2 separate regions of the Mus musculus genome follow, and region 2 is linked to region 1. The links are chromatin contacts, called in public promoter capture Hi-C maps. All regions are on one chromosome and are shown on one strand. The core of a region is the stretch at or near the end of the contact, and the rest is flanking DNA. Distances in the headings are between cores, read along the strand shown. Region 1 holds the start of Mtmr7 (myotubularin related protein 7). Region 2 holds the start of Slc7a2 (solute carrier family 7 (cationic amino acid transporter, y+ system), member 2).

Evidence for each region. Capture Hi-C pulls out chosen DNA fragments and counts their contacts.
Region 2: a contact with region 1 is called in a promoter capture Hi-C map of pancreatic islet. The contact joins the promoter of Slc7a2 here to the promoter of Mtmr7 in region 1. A contact is called at or near these places in 13 of 39 promoter capture datasets (the 3T3-L1 cell line, 3T3-L1-derived adipocytes, the HPC-7 cell line and 8 more), 9 of 484 Hi-C or Micro-C datasets (cerebral cortex, cortical neurons, embryonic stem cells and 3 more), 13 of 115 datasets of contacts at active chromatin or transcription factors (a beta-TC-6 cell line, bone marrow-derived macrophages, craniofacial prominence and 6 more) and 4 of 9 other capture datasets (adipose tissue, embryonic stem cells, macrophages and 1 more).

Annotation. Positions count from the first base shown.
Region 1 is chr8:40,633,480-40,636,116 of GRCm38.p6, reverse strand. It overlaps Mtmr7 (myotubularin related protein 7), which reads left to right and starts at 1,325. Exons shown (of 14, transcript NM_001040699.1): 1 at 1,325-1,419. The coding sequence starts at 1,396.
Region 2 is chr8:40,861,071-40,863,707 of GRCm38.p6, reverse strand. It overlaps Slc7a2 (solute carrier family 7 (cationic amino acid transporter, y+ system), member 2), which reads right to left and starts at 1,341. Exons shown (of 12, transcript NM_007514.3): 1 at 1,151-1,341.

The DNA.
Region 1 (2,637 bases), core at 76-2,575:
AATAAGGATACTGGAGCTGGTTTGAATCGAGACCAGAAAGTACTACTGACTAAAGCGGGACTTTCTTTGACTACCCCTGATGTTCTTTACAAAAGGGAAAATTACACTTTGACTTATTCTTGTCATTTACAAGTGATGTTTTATAGCTTGTTCCAATCTACCCTCTCGGGTGGTAGGAGTATGAATATGGTCCAAAACGTGCAAAGGGGATGTGACAATTTTAAAATGAATTCGACATTAATGAAAACATATTTTGAAGGTTGCAATATGCCGGTATTGAACAGGAGATTAAAAAAAAAAACAAAATCAAAAACAATGTGTAAGGTCAAAGAATTTACAACAATGTCATAAACAAGGGCCAGGAAAACAACGAAACAAATACTACTCCAAGAACTGTTCTATGAAACTTCAGTATGGCAGAGGGTGTTTTTAGTCTCTGGATTCCCTTGGTGCCTTAAAGGGACCTCATAGTGGATACTTTGTGTCTCTAGCTGTCGTTTAGTTACAGCTAGGAAAAGACAGCCGATATGTACCTAACACAGGATCTGGGGTTTTCACATCTCTATCAAGATTCCATCAGTGAAGTCACATGGTTATGTGAGATGTCTGACTTGACAGCAACCTTAGTACTAGGGCACAAACAACATTGGTATTACTCTCACTTTCACCCCAAAGACTCTGCTGACTGAGCCTGTGCCAGAATACATCCAGAACCCAGTAGACTATGCATACTGCATCAGGGTGCAGTCATTTTTTCCCCCTACCACATTCTGAAGTTCCACCTATCTTCGGATGCTCTGGAAGGCAGCCAATGAGGGTATAAAGCTTCACAGATTCATTCGCATCTCTCCAAGAAACCACACCCAACACAAGGCCCTCTTTGTGCCTTAGGAAACAGTGGTGCCACAGTATTACCGTTTTATGCTGCCTGACTCTCTTTGGGTTTTGATTTTTCTTTTTTTAAAAAAAGAAAATATGGGGGGTATCTTTATGTCTCTTTTACTGTTCCAAGCTGCTGGACCCAAATGATCTTCCTGCCTCAGCCTCCTGAGTGGCTGGGATTACAGGCAAGCGCCACCGCAGCCAGCTTGAAGATCCCCATCTGGAAAAATACCTAGTGACTTGGGCAGTGAGAGCCTCCACCAGAGAGAGGGAGCGGAAAGGAGAGCAAAGTCCAAGGGTGAGACCCGCAGGTGCGAGCAGGCGCAGAGCCGCGATCTCAGGCCCGCGCAGGCGCCCAGCACCACCGGCGCACCTGGAGGAGGAGCCAAGGCCGGGACCCGCCCACGCCCGCGGCCGCCGAAGCCCCCTCCCCGCCCTTCCCATTGCGCCGCACGCGCGCGCGCAGGTGCGTGAGGCCGCGCCCGCCGGGGACCCTGCAGACGCGGGCCCGCCATGGAGCACATCCGCACGCCCAAGGTTGGTGGCCCGGGCGGAGGAGGCAGAGAAGGAGGAGGGATGCTAAGCGCACGGGGCTGCCCGGCCGGGAGCTGGACCGCGAACGAGGGAGGAGCTGGCGGCGCCCTAGCATCTCCCAGAGCACTGCGAGGCCGGTCTTTCTCTTGCTAGCTCACAGGCCTAGCTGGCGCTAATCTCTTGTCCTTGGGGGTGAGGTGGTGCGCAGTGGACGCAGGGGTGGGCAGGAGGGAATGGACCCCATTTGTCTGTTGAGTAACAGGGTGCTGATAAACGGTTTTTCTTTAAATATTTTCATTTAAAGAAGGTGCTGGTAGCTCTGAGCAGTTGAAAAGGAAGCAAGCTCTTGAATAGCAGGTGCAAAGAAAGTGCGTTATAGACAGATGGTTTGAATGAACTTGGAAGCTTGTTGAAGCTAAGGATTGGACTCACCCGAAGCATCCTTTCCCATTTTGGAGCTGCTAGGGACCTGCAGCTGAGCCTAGGATACATATTTGCCATGACTGAATGATGGCGTATTCTTCTCTTTCCCGTTTGTTTGGCCCCTTGGGAAGAAGATGCTGCGTATAGATTTCACCCGTGAGTGTGTGTTAAAACACACCGGCGTTTGCCGCTCAACAGAAATGATTATTTCCAGATTATACAGTTAATTAAGACTGGAAGCCTTAGCCATAGTACCAAACCTTGCCACTCTTTGTTGCAATATAATTTAGAATTAAAATAATGATAGAGATTCTTGTCTGATTTTAAAAACCTCTGGGAAGGAAGACCTTTTTAAAAATCCCGTTGTTTCTCTCTTAGTTACCACCACACAGTCTTTTCAGAATCATCTTATATTTAAAATCTAGGTCCCAGACAGACTTGGACTAAAATTATATCCGAGTGCACAGAAGTCATGTGATCCCAGGGCTATTATCATTTCATGGGAACGTATATTTAATTACTTTGCTCCTTATCCAGCAAGAATTTATCCCTACATTCAGAGATGGTTGCCCATACCTCTTAGTAAAAGCCTCATTAATATTGTGTTCATGGAAGAATTAGTCTTCTAGCCTGCTGGAGACCGTCAGTTCCAGCGGTGAGTTTCAGTTGTGTTGACGTTGCCCCATGGAATGAAACTGTTACTTTACAATCAGGAAGTTGTAAACTTAGGAGACAGTGCCATAAACCACAAGATCCGTGGCTCAGGGCTCTCAGGTCTTAAGTGGTACTAAATAATTT
Region 2 (2,637 bases), core at 92-2,591, 230 kb before region 1:
TCTATTTTGGTGTGATTAGAAGAAAAGAAAGATCTAAGCGCACAAAAAGTATATATATAAATAAAATAGAACGTTCTCCAACAGTACAGCTCCTAGCCAGAGACAACAAAGTATTGCTCTTTACCAAGAATACAAATATTAATATGGAGGCAGAAAAGAAAAACACATTTCAAAAGCATGCCTCAGGCAAGAACGAAGTTTCAGGGCAGACACACTTAACTACACAGCCCAAGTCGTAGAGTCTGCTCCATTCTAGCGAAGAACGGACCCACATGGATCTAATACTGTAGTCCCAAGGAAGTCATTACCTAAATGGCGTTGAAGACAGTTTTTCATAGTTTAAAGTTTGTATTGGATTAACTCTACTTCTGGCATCTAGGCAGTTTTTAGTTTGAGAGTCATCTATGACTTTTATAGCACCTATTTCTTTGAAATAATTATAGGATTACCTTACACTGCACATATGGGACAACTGAAGGCGGTGCAGACTAGTCGAATCCACTATCTGAAACGAAGGTTTTAAGGTACTCAAGGCTGAAGACTTCGTGAAACGGTATTAAAAGGCACACAGAACAACTCAAGTGCTTAGTACTGCACTTATTTACTTTAAAACACCCATAGAGACTCCCCCAGGGGAGGTCATTTTACCTGACTTACCCAATCCACAGCAAGATGGGAAAAGGCTTCGTGGCGATCCAAGTCTTGTTCCAAATTTAAACCAAGAACCCCAAGGGAGTGAAAGACGACTTGGGGGACCACTCCTCCTGCAGGGTGTGGAGGCGGGCTACCCTTCCAGAGAGAGATACCCAGGGTCTCCCAGAACTCTAGTGACTAGGAACACTCGGGGAGTCCCAGTCCCTATGTCCAAGTTCTGCGACCCGCGTGGCCGTTGCGGGATCTGCACGCCTCGAGTGAGAGTCAGCCAGCGGCACCGGGGACCGACAAGAGGAGGAGGGTAGTAGCCCCGGGTGCAGGCCGGAGACCCAGGGTCCTGAGCGGCAGTCCCCGTCCCCAGTGCCCCCGACGCTCCGCTCAGCAGTCGCTGGAGCGAGGCCTCCGGGCAGCTGCAAGCAGCTGGACGCGGCCTGAACGCCCGCGCTCCACCGCTCGCTTCCCTTCGGGGGGCCCCCGCGCTCTACCCGCAACTTACTGGGGCAGTGCCCTGGCCGCGCGACGGGGACGGGAACAGGCACGGGCGAGCGAGAGGCTGCAGCGCTCTGCGGATTCCAAGCTCGCGAAGGTTGGACGAGCAGCAGCAGCAGCCTTTCCAGGTCCGCGCAGACAGAAGCTCCCGCCGCCGAGCTTGCAGAAGGCGGGCTGGGCACGTGGGCACCCCTCTGAGTAGAGGCGGAGGGGCGGGGCGGAGTGGGGCGGGGCAGCGAGGGGCGGGGGCCGTCCCGCCCCTCCCTCGTGCTCGCGACCCTCGCCTGGAGCGTTTGTCACGGCTCGGCGGGCGGGCGCGCAGAGACTCCAGGAAGGCGGTGTCTAACTCCAAGCTTCTGAAAGGTCAGGGTCAGGATCAGGGCGCGCGCGCACGTGGATTACACGCTTGCCCGCTGGGGTGGGTGGGCGTGGGTCGGAGACGCAGGGTTTGGCAGAGGGGAAATGCCCCTTTTCCTTGGCAGAACCCAATCTGGGGGTGGGGTGGGGGACATTTCTGAGGTTTCTTCTAAGCAGGATTCTTTTCCTCTTCTTCCCTCTCTCCCTCCCTCCCTCTTTCTCTCCCTCTCTCATTGAGAATTGGGAACATAAAAATAGTAGTATATGATCATAATAAACTAGAAGCCCAGATAGATGAGCTTTGTTAAAAAGTATCACGTTCTGTAATGAAATCAAAACTTGAAGATTCCAGACTCGTGAATAGGCAGGTCATAGTCATGGTTATTTGGAAGTGGGTTTTTAAAGAAACGGATACTTGGTATTTCATAGCCAGCAAAAACAGAAGTTACACAATCGAGGTTTTTCATTCTGTGCTATTTGCTTTAGAAGTCTCTGATAAGATTAAAGTCACAATGTGAAACTCTTGATTTTAACACAAAAATGAATCGGAGCCCTGGCACAGAATTGAATATCATTGTATGTTATTGTGGCTTGGTAGGAAGGGCTATCTTTTCTGGCTTCATATTGTGGTAAAAGGGCCTTTTATTCAATCCTACTAGTAAGACTAGCCAAGTGCTCATTCATGTGACGCAGTACCTAGGTTTAATGAGATCCTCTGATCGTTCTTCTTTAAAGTAGGACTTTCTAAGGAATTTTGCTGAATAACAAGGGGCTTGCTCCAGAAATGGCACATGTACACAATATCTGTTGCCATCTTCAGAGGTTGCGTATCCAGTGAAGTTGTCCATTGTTCTCCGGGATGAGTCCAGGTCTATAGAGCATAGCTACTGTGAGGGAACTGATAGAATACATGTAGTAATCAATTAAGACCATCAGCATTCACCTCTTACATTTTATCATGATTTCTCTATGCTAACTCCTTTTTTTTTTTGGTTCTTTTTTTTTTCTTTCCATTTTTTATTAGGTATTTAGCTCATTTACATTTCCAATGCTATACCAAAAGTCCCCCATACCCACCCACCCCCACTCCCCTACCCGCCCACTCCCCCTTTTTGGCCCTGGCGTTCCCCTGTTCTG